Linked DNA regions of Sus scrofa: region 2 is linked to region 1. The links are chromatin contacts, called in public HiChIP or PLAC-seq maps. All regions are on one chromosome and are shown on one strand. The core of a region is the stretch at or near the end of the contact, and the rest is flanking DNA. Distances in the headings are between cores, read along the strand shown. Region 1 holds the start of ETV3 (ETS translocation variant 3). Region 2 overlaps ETV3L (ETS translocation variant 3-like protein).

Region 1 (5,116 bases), core at 435-2,934:
CTGAATTACGGGAGATGGGAGAGGAAAAACTCCTTCCAGTCAGAAAACCCCTTCCTCCTTGAAAAACACCCTGGGATACAGGAAGTAAACACACTATATGTACAGTTACTCTACACAAGAAACACTCAACACACAGACACACTCTGCCGATTCTTCTCCTGAGAGAAAAATGTACACTTTCTCCCTTGAACAGAAAGGGGAAAGAAAAAAAAAAAAAAACGCAGGCATTGCTGACAACCTTCTGTTCAACAAGTGGAGGGAGTCTGGCTGTGATCTGAATTCATTCTATCCAGATTTACAGTTCCTTAATAAATTTCCTGTTCCTAGCAGCAAGCAGCCTTGTATCAGTCATTCCTTTAGCAAAAAGGAGGGAAGGGTAAAACTGCCAGAGGGATATGCGGGCAGAAGGCAGATCTACCATCACCCAGGCAGTTCCCCAGGGTGAATGACAGGCCCTCAGTACCAACAGCAGCAGGAGTCTGGCGGGAATGTAGGTGCCTTAGTGACCCCAGGGTGGGGTGGGTACAAATTCCTAATCTTGAAATTTCATCTTCCCTAGGATTCCTCTAGATCCTTTGAAATTTTTTTCCTCACATACATATTAAGAAGACCAGCAAGTTTCGGTCTATGCAACCACCAGGGAACAAGGACGAGATAAATACCCCAAAGGAAGGAGAAAACAAACATAAACAAACACACAGTTACATACACAAAATACACAATAACAAGGCCCCAGGGCTGAGGCAGGAGTTTCCTCTGCCGGCTGCTTCCATCTCTGTGACAATGAGAGAGGAAAAACACTAATTTCCCCACGGCTCCAGGAAGCTGATCTGGACGCAAACTCCTAGATTGCTCTGTCGGGTCTTTATCCTGCCACGAGAATATCCTTCACCCACGACGACTCTGGGGTCCACACCCCGCTGAAACAATGACTTGCCCAGGAAGCTCTCTCCTGACATCCCAACTCCTCGATTTCACCCATCAAGGCCTCCCTCGCAGGAACCCGGAGACGCCTCTTCATGCTTTTCGCAAATTCACTCTGAGGACACTCTGTCCAAGTAGGGTCACTCATCTCAACTCTGCAAAGCCCAGCAGGCCCCTCGCCCTCCCCCGGACCGCGACCATTCCCCAAAGAGGGAGAATGAGGCTTGCAGAGCCTGGCGCCACGGATCCCCCGCTGCAGCTCCTGGTCCCGGCTTCCGCAACCCCCAGAATCTCCTTTCTACCTGCCTCGCGGCCGGGTCTCCTTCGCCCGGTGGCCTCGAGGCTCAGCGAAGCCACCGCACGAACGCTGCCTTGGTCCCCGTCGCCCCTCAGCCACGGGGCCCCCCTCCTCCCCCGCCCCCCGCGCTGGGGGAGGCCCGGCCGGGTTGGTACGTGGACCGCCCGGCGGCCCCGACAGCGGGGACGCTGTCCCCGCCGAGGCCGGAAGGTCGGCCGGGAGCGGCTGGGCGGCGAGGCCGGGACTCACCTCTCGCCGGCACGGTCCGTCTTCGGTCCCGTCTCCTCCGCGGCGTCTCCGGCTCCTCCTCATCCACCCCAGCAGGAAGTGACCTCCTCGGCTGCTTTCGTCACTTCCATCCTCAGCGGAGAGGGCGGGGGAGGAGGCGGCGCCCTCCCGCCGGTCTCCCAGCCGTGCCGCGCCGCACCCAGCCGCGTCTCCCTTTCCTTTCTCCTTTCCGCAGACGCCGACTTCCGCCCGCACCCCGCCCCCGGCGCGCGCTCCTCCCGCCGCGCAGCCCGCGCAGCCACCCCGGCGCGGCGCGTGCGTCACGCTGCGGGGGCACGTTACGCACGCTCGTGGCGAGCGGCGGGCCGCGGGGGCCGGGGGGCGCGGGAGCCTCAGCTGTCGCGGGGCCAGGAGGGCCTCGCAGACCGAACTGGGGAGGGGCCTTACGCCGGCATAACGCCTCCCCTAGATCGCTGAGACGGGCTGTCGTTGCTCCTTGAAAGGGTCCTGCGACCTCCCAGGCAGAAGAGCCTTCACAATGGAAAGAGGCACCCCCAGACCTCAGAGAGCGTTCTCGACCCTCTAAGAAAGAGCCTATTCAGATACTTAGAAAAGAATCCGCGAGGTTTTCTCTGAAGAGCCCTGCTTAGGCATTTACCCCCTGTAAGAGGAGTGTGACATTTCCTCACTGATCCCCATCCCTCTTCATTTAGTCTTAATTTGTCCACGTCTAATCAGCTTGCAAGTCTTCTCCCCTAGTCATTCGAATACCTCATCCCTTTCTTCTTCTTCTATCTTTTGTTCCTGCTCAAGCAACTACAAGCATCTCCCCCAAAGCATTTTTTATTCCTTTAAGGTTGATTAATGGTAAAGAGATCTCAAGCATTTAACTTTATCTTCATCCTAGCCCCGTATGTCTGATTGATGCCCAGGCCTAGTTTCACTCCAAAAGGAGAAAAAAAAAAAAAAAAAAAAAAAAGGGAGGAGTAGGGATCAGTAAAGGTTAAGTAAATTAGAATGAACAATACGAGTGTGCCAGAAGTGAAGAAAAGAAATGAAATTGAAAGAGCGTTGAAGGACAATTTGGGATAAAAGAATAAATAAACTTTGTTTTTTCTTTTTACAGCCGCACCCGCTGCATATGGAAATTCCCAGGCTAGGGGTCTAATTGGAGCTGTAGCTGTAGGCACCACAGCTTGTGGCAATGTTAGATCCTTAACCCACTGAGCAAGGCCAGGAATTGAACCCTCATTTTCACAGAGGTCCTCATCAACATCGGGTCCTTAACCTGCTGAGCCACAATGGAAACTCCAAGAAACTTTGTTTTGTACTGCTTTTCTTTCTTTCCTTCCTTTCTTTCTTTCCTTCCCCTCTTGTCTTTTTAGGGGCACACTCATGGCATTTGGAGATTGCCAGGCTAGGGAGTGAATTGGAGCTGTAGCCGCTGGCCTACACCACAGCCATAGCAACACTGTATCCTTAACCCACAGGGATTGAACCCACGTCCTTGTGGATACTAGTCAGGTTTGTTAACCACCGAGCCATGACCGGGAACTCCCTGTACTGCTGTTCTAATAACACCTTTATATCATGAATACTGCCAAGAACATGAAATATCACCATTAGTTGTTAGAAAAGTTGGCTTCCAGTTTTGGACTTGCTACTAGCTATTCTATAGCTATTGATAATTAACTAGTACATTGGTCCCTTCTGGGCCTAAGGTTGTCTTTTTAAAAAAGAAAGGATCACAGGAAACTATATTTAGTTACTTGTGATGAAACATGATGGAGGAAAAATGTGAGAAAAAGAATATATGTATGACTGGGTGACATTGCTGTACAGTAGAAATTGACAGAATGCTATAAATCTAATGAAAAAATTAAAATCATAAAGTATAATGTAGTTGGTGATGTAGGTCTTTTCTAGTGAGAAAATCCTATTATGTAGGTGAATAAAGTAAGCAAAATTTTAGTGCCATGGAGAGAACTCTTCTAAGAGGGAAGAACAAATTATTTTTATTTTTTATTTCTTTGTCTTTTCTAGGGCCGCTCCTGCAGCATATGGAGGTTCCCAGGCTAGGGGTCTAATCGGAGCTGTAGCCACTGGCCTACACAAGAGCCACAGCAACATAGGATCCAAGCCGCATCCGCTACCCACACCACAGCTCACGGCAATATCAGATCCTTAACCCACTGAGCAAGGCCAGGGACCGAACCCGCAACCTCATGGTTCCTAGTCGAATTCGTTAACCACTGCTCCACGATGGGAACTTCACAAATTACTTTAACCTTTCTATTCTATTGCTTTTGCTACGAGATCACTAAAGGGATGTTGCCTGTAAACTTAAATTACACATAATGGCCCATTCTGGGAACCCTGCCTCCCATGTAATGAGTGATAAGCTAAAATACTTTTGTTTAGCTCACAGGAAACCCCCGGACCAGGCCCACCCGTGAATGGCTGCAGGAAGGAAGACATTAACATATCTCCTCCAGAGACTAGCTGAAATCAAGACTTTACCCCCTCCTCTTTGGGAGTCTGAATTCTAACTCACTGAAGATGGTTCTTTGGGACCCTAGTCCACCATCTTCTCACTCTACTGGCTTGCCCCAACAACTTGTCTCTTGGTTGATTGACTGGTCATGTGGCAAGCAGTTGCTGAGAGCTTGAACTCAGTAACGGTACAAATATTTGCAGCTACACCATGCACTCTTTGAGTGCAGGAACCATCCATATATCCTTTGTACCTTCTGCATAGTCCCTAGAACAATACCTTATATTAAATGTCAGGTGTTTGGTTAAACCTTCTTTTTAAAATATTGGATTTAGCTAAATGATGTAAATGGTAATGAGGTCCTAATGCCTTCATTTATTAGCTGTGTGACCTCAGTTAATTTACTTAACCTCTCTGTATGAACATAATACCTATAGTATCTACTCATGTGGTTGTATTAAATGTGTTCATACACGTAGGGTGGTTAGAAAAGAATGACATGAATATAGCAGAGGAACAAATGGCAAAAATAATCCTAAGAATCATCATAAAAATCCTCAAATTCACATCCCACCCATACAAATCTTAGTAATTGTATCAACTCAGAAACCAGGGTGATCAGGAATGAGCAGCTTCCTCTGAAAGTCTGAAACTGCTAACCTTTGACTCATGTCTCAAATTGTCATGGTGAAAGCCAGCACTTCAAGGATCTTGTGTTCTACAAAGAGCCAGAACAGAGTACAGGGACTCTTTGCATATTCTTATTAAGCCCAGTCTGCTAGTGGCCCTCTGGTGGCTTCTCTAATTAGGGTCATAAAGGATGAGTTAAGTAAACAAAATTAACAGATAAACAGGTCCTCTCCACCTGGGCGGAGATACACTGAGAAATGTGTTGATACATTGAGAAATGTTTATGTGCCAGCAGAGCTCAACAGAAATTTTTTTTTTTTTTTTTTTTTGGTCTTTTTGCCATTTCTTGGGCTGCTCCCGAGGCATATGGAAGTTCCCAGGCTAGGGGTCTAATCGGAGCTGTAGCACACCAGAGCCACAGCAACTCGGGATCCGAGCCGCATCTGCGACCTACACCACAGCTCACGGCAACGCCGGATCGTTAACCCACTGAGCAAGGCCAGGGATCGAACCCACAACCTCATGGTTCCTAGTTGGATTTG
Region 2 (5,749 bases), core at 2,171-4,670, 46 kb before region 1:
GTGCGGACGTAAAAAGAAAAAAAGATAGAGAAAGAAACTCTGCCCTACATGAATGTGTTGTCTAAAACTCAGAGTGCGCCACCTGGAAATTTATGTCCTCTGGAGCTGAGCCTCGGTTCATCTACCCCAAAAAGAAATTTTATCTTTCTTTCTTTTTTTTTTTTTTAAGGGCCACACCCGCGGCACATGGAGGTTCCAAGGTTAGGGGTCTAATTGGAGCTGTAGCTGCTGGCCTACACCACGGCCACAGCAACGCTGGATCCGAGCCATGTCTGCGACCTACACCACAGCTCACGGCAATGCCGGATCCTTAACCCACTGAGCAAGGCCAGGGATCGAACCTGCAACCTCATGGTTCCTAGTTGGGTTCGTTAACCACTGTGCCAGGATGGGAACTCTCCCAAAAAGAAATTTTAGAAAAGTGACCCTAGGAATTCCCGTTGTGGTGCAGTGGTTAAATCCGACTAGGAACCATGAGGTTGTGGGTTCCATCCCTGGCCTTCCTCGGTGGGTTAACGATCCAGCGTTGCCGTGAGCTGTGATGTAGGTTGCAGCCACGGCTTGGATCCCACATTGCTGTGGCCTTGGCATAGGCCGGTGGCTACAGCTCCGATTAGACCCCTAGCCTGGGAACCTCCATATGCCACGGGAGCGGCCCAAGAAATGACAAAAAGGCAAAAAAGAAAAGAAAAGAAAAGAAAAGTGACCCTAAAGCATTTTTCATTGCCTGAAACATGGGGGTAACAACAAATCACTGAAGAGGAGGAGGGGTCAAGCAGAGGGCATATGGGAGCCCCCCTAATGGGACCCTGTCCCTGAGGCTGACCTCTCTGAACAGGGCCCAAGCCCTGTGACAGTGTGATCCAGGTCCTTGTGCTGTGGCAGACAACTCTAGGTCTTTGTCTCCCCAAACTGGGCAGGATGATGGGAGAGCCCCAGGCTGCGGGGTTCAGCCTTCCCCCAGGGCTGGGGATGGGCCTGTGGCTTTGGCAGCAAGTGCGAGAAGCAGTTTTCACTGTAGCCTATAGGATCTCCTGGGAGAGCCACTCTGCGGTCCCCTTTTTGGGCATCTGGGGTAAGGGAGGCAGACAGTGATGAAGCTCGCTCCCAGCTTCTATCCACCTTGGAAGCCTGGGGACTGGTTTCCTTGCTCATCTCAACCTTTTTGTAGGGTGAGGGCTTAGCCCTGCCCTACTTTGGGTCTCTCCTTCCACATCCCATTCATGACAAGGATGCATCTGCCACCAAGAAGGACTGAGAGGTGGCAGAAAGCAAAGTGCACAGGGAACTCCCAGAGAGGGATGCAGCCCTACTTCATGGATGAGGGACAGGAACAAATGACGGACAAATGGACCTCCTGTGCTGCCTTAGTTTCTGCTCTCCATCATGGAAAGGAAATGGAGACGAATCCTAAACCTGTGATTGCTGTCCTAGAGCTAGGAGAGCAATAAGATTCCATTGCCTTGGCTCCTAAAACTCTTCTCTGTTGACTTTTCCTTGTTTGAACAAAAGAACCCCTTCTCTCATATGTCCCCTCCTCCCTCTGGCTCTCCTTGTCATTCTTAAGTGTTGGGGTGCAAAGGAAGAGGGACCCCGTCAAAGATCTTCTTCATTCCCTGCCCCTAGAACTCTGCTCAGCAGCCCCCGCCTGGGGTCTAGAGGTCATTCTGTAAAGAACCCTGTTCTGTTCTTAAGTTCTTTTCTTTTCTTCTTCGTCTTTTTTTTTTTTTTTGGTTTTTTGGGCCGCACATCACAGCTCATGGCAACGCTGGATCCTTGAGCAACCCAATGAGCAAGGCCAGGGATCGAACCTGCAACCTCATGGTTCCTAGTTGGATTCGTTTCCACTGCGATGTGATGGGAACTCCTTAGTTCTTTCCTTGAGGTTGGTTCCCCACTGGCCCCGGCACCTCCTTGGGCTCTGGTTTCAGCCCTTCTCTCTGGGAGGTGAGGGCAGCAGAAGGGAGGACGCTGGTTGGCTTGATTCCCACTGCCACCCAGGCCTCACCTCACCCGCTTTCCATTGGGAAGCTCGGGTCCCGTTTAGCTTCACACCAGATCCCAGGGCAGCAGGCACGCAGTGGGGCTGATCAGTCAAGAGGGCAGTTTGCCAAGGGCATTTTATTCACGGTCTGCAGTGGAGTATTACAGAGTTGACGGGGCCAGTTCTCCTGACCTCAGGTGCCTGGGTCTTGGGGACAAGAGGGGACAGGAGCTCCAGGGTCACAGAACTCAGAGAGGTGCAGGGAGGGGCAGCAGAGAGACAGGAGACCAGCCTGGATGAGGGATGTGGGCCCCAGAGAAGAAAGGAGTTGCCCTGAGCCTCAGGGACAGAACAACTCCTGACCCCTTCCCAACCTAGTCTCTGAATTTCCCCCCTCATGTGAGCAAGTATGGGGTCCCTCAAATGATGGAAATTTTATTCTCCTCTCCCTCAAAAAAAAAAAAAAAAAAAAAAAAGTGGGGGAGTTCCCTAGGGGCCCAGTGGTTAAGGATCTGGTGTTGCCACTGCTGTGGCTTGTGTTGATTCTGGGCCTGGGAGTTTCTGCAGGCAGGCACGGCCGGGGAAAGAAAAAAAGAAAAAAAAAAAAAAAATGGAGATTAACAATGTTTCTTGGAGTTCCCGTCGTGGCGCAGCGGAAGCGAATCCGACTAGGAACCATGAGGCTGCAGGTTTGATCCCTGGCCTCACTCAGTGGGTTAAGGATCCGGCGTTGCCGTCAGCTGTGGTATAGGTCGCAGACACGGTTCGGACTTGGCGTTGCTGTGGCTGTGGTGTAGGCTGGCCGCTACAGCTCTGATTCGACCCCTAGCCTGGGAACCTCCACATGCCGGGTGCTGCCCAAAAAAGACAAAAGACAAAGACAAAAAAAAAAAGTTTCCTGATTAGCAATTTGGTGGGAGGGAGCGCTCTGCCTCTCTTTTCCTCTTCCCCACATATGCTCCTTTCCTTCCATGCCCTCCATCCCTTTGGTTTCAACTCTATCCCTTCAAAGCCTCCTGCAGCTTAAAGCTGTTTCCACCCAGGGGGAGGTGCAAAGCCAGAAGGGAGGTAGACAAGAGGAGAGATGGGGTTGGAAGGACCCCCACACTTCGCATCTTCCGCCCCGGTTAAGGAGGATCCAGGGGCCACACTGCTTTAAAGTTCTCCAGATCGCGGGACCCGGGGTTTTCCTCTCCAGGTTTGGGCCCCCGCCTTTCTGAGGAGAAACCCTCCCTGGGATCCATCGCGGGATCGGGCTTTACCTCCAGCCCCTCGGGCCTCAGGGACAAGAGCCGGAGCCTCTCCCCAGCCCCCTGGGCCAGCCCGGCCAACAGAGGGAGCCCCGGGAAATGCCGGGTCGCTGGGGGGCGCGCGGGCTCTGGGAGCAGGGCGTCGGGCGTGCAGGATCCTGGGAAGGGCTGCTCTACGGGGAGAGGGGGCAGGAAGGGCCCTGAGAGGCGGGGCCAGTCGGAGGGGACCGGGGGTGGCAGGGGCGGGGTGAAGGAGGCGAAACTGGGCAGCTCGTCTTGGGGGCTCCCCAAATGGCAGCAGGGGCCGAGCCGGCAGGGGGCTGGGGCAGAGCCAAGTCCAAGTCCTACAGAGAGAGAGAGAGAGAGGGAGGGAGGAAGGGACAGAGAATCAGCGAGTGCCCAATGCTGGAGCTGCCCCCTTTCTGCACCCATGTCCCATTTCTCTTTGCTCCTGCTTGAAACTTTCTCTCCCCACCCCGGGTGTTCCTTCCTTTTTTTTTTTCCTTCTTCAGATTTCCTCGTAAATGTCATTTTCCGGGGGAAGTCTCCGAGCCTCCCCAGCCTGGGTGAGAGCCCCTGGCTACCCGCCTCCTACCCCCTGATACACTCTTCCAGGGCTCTTCCTTGAGAATCAGGAGTTGTTTGTGCGAATATTTAATATGTGTGCCCAACGCTGTGGGAGCAGGAGCTGTTTGTGTCTTACTCTGGATCTTGGGATTCAACCCAGCCTGGTGTATATATTTTTAAAGGGCTCAATAAAAAAGTGCTGGATAGGAGTTCCCTTCATGGCTCAGTGGTTAATGAACCCGACTAGGAACCATGAGGATTCAGGTTCGACCCCTGGCCTCACTAAGTGGGTTAAGGATCCAGCATTGCTGTGAGCTGTGGTGTAGGTTGCAGACATGGCTCAGATCCTGCGTTACTGTGGCTGTGGTGTAGTCTGGCAGCGGTAGCTCCAGTTTGACCCCTAGCCTGGGAACCTCCATATGCCACGGGTGCGGCCCTAAAAAGAAAAAAAAAAAAAAAAAGGGTGCTGGATAAATGGATGAAGATATTTTTTGCTGTAATACAACGGATCAAGTCTTCCCTCAACTTGTCCCTCTAGCAGATGGCTGTGGTTCTGGTCTAGTTGGGCAAAAACTAGTTGTGAGGCCCTGGGTTTGTAGTTTAAATCAGACCTATGAAAGGGGAAGGTAGGAGTTCCCGTCGTGGTGCAGCAGTAATGAACCCAGCTAGTATCCATAAGGATGCAGGTTCAATCCCTGGCCCAGCTCAGTGGGTTAAGGATCCCAAGTTGCCGTGGGCTGTGGTATAGGTCACAGACGCTGCTCAGATCTGCAGTGCTGTGGTTGTGCTATAGGCCGGCAGCTGCAGCTCTGATTGGACCCCTAGCCTGGGAACCTCCATATGCCTCGAGTGCAGCCCTAAAGAGCAAAAAATAAGGTGGGGGGAAATAGTAAAAAACGATCCTTCATGAGGAAAACCAGGGAGACCCCTGGCAGAATGGACCCTCTCCTGGATCACTCTCCTTTTCCTTGGGTCCTTAGAAGCGGTGGAGACCAACATCCCCCGGAGGTTTGTGTCAGAGACCCACAGCAGGAACAGGCATGTGGAGGAGATGGTGCTGGTCGCGCCCCCCCACCCCCCAAGCCCCGGCCCTGCAGCTTCCCAGCCCCTGGCCCAGTCGTGCTGGCCACTCTTCTGCCCAGAGGCAGCTTCTGCTCTTGGCACCAAAGGCTCTGCGTGAAGCTGGAGTGAGGGACTGGCACAGCTTTCTGGAACCCCACTCCAGAAGTGGGGCATGTGGCTGCCACTAGCCTCCTGGTGACCTAAACCTGCTTAGTGTGCCGCAGGGCCCAAGCACAGGCTGGGCCTGTGTACCCGCCAGGGCAGGGAGGTGCAAAATAACTCATTCCAAGCTGGGGCTGGCCAGGGAACACTTTTTTTTTTTTTCTTCCCCTCATAGTTTCCCAAAGAGAGAAGCTCTGTGCCCAAGGCATTCCCAGAACTGGGAAGGGGTGGGTGGGGGTGGAAGAACAGGGAGGGCTCTTGAGGTGCTGTCTTGCTCCAGGCTGTCAGACCTGTGGCCCTACGAGTCCCGGCAGGCCCTGGGCTGCCCCACGCCCACAGCCTCAGCTGCGCTTACCCGGGCCCAGAGCCAGTTGCCCTGCTTTCTCTGGGAGGTGGGACCTCTGGGCCTCCAGCTGTACTGGAGTGGGGCTAAGGCCAAAGGTCTTTCTTCCATGAAAGTGCCTGGAGTGGAGGGAGAGGACTTGGACCTCTGCAGAGGAGCCTCGGGTTGACCAAGTGTCTCTGTGATCTTTTTCCCAGAAAATCTGATTTTGCCTCTTCCCAAAAACCCTGGAAGCGCTGGCCTCTGCCTGCATTTTCACCCTCCATCACTCTGTACTGCCACACTGGCCTGCTCCCACTTCCTCTTTCCTGCCCCAGGACCTTTGCACACTCTGTTCGCTCTGCTTGACATACTCTCCTTCCTCCCTCTGAACTAAGCTGG

Evidence for each region. HiChIP or PLAC-seq counts read pairs in DNA pulled down with a chosen protein or histone mark.
Region 2: an H3K27ac HiChIP or PLAC-seq map of alveolar macrophages shows a contact between it and region 1. The contact joins the enhancer-like site here to the promoter of ETV3 in region 1. A contact is called at or near these places in 1 of 5 promoter capture datasets (liver), 4 of 47 Hi-C or Micro-C datasets (alveolar macrophages, embryonic fibroblasts, liver and 1 more) and 1 of 2 datasets of contacts at active chromatin or transcription factors (alveolar macrophages).

What each region holds. Positions count from the first base shown.
Region 1 is chr4:92,961,376-92,966,491 of Sscrofa11.1, reverse strand. It overlaps ETV3 (ETS translocation variant 3), which reads right to left and starts at 1,684. Exons shown (of 5, transcript XM_021089636.1): 1 at 1,472-1,684.
Region 2 is chr4:93,008,607-93,014,355 of Sscrofa11.1, reverse strand. It overlaps ETV3L (ETS translocation variant 3-like protein), which reads right to left. Exons shown (of 5, transcript XM_001929495.3): 5 at 3,097-3,578. The coding sequence ends at 3,112. Among named protein-coding and RNA genes, the nearest start is that of ETV3L, 6.2 kb to the right of the region's middle. Within about 2 kb of position 3,420, at least 34 of the 83 cell types and tissues checked have an H3K27ac peak or open chromatin away from gene starts, as enhancers often do. A contact at or near this core is called in alveolar macrophages, liver and skeletal muscle, where this site is marked.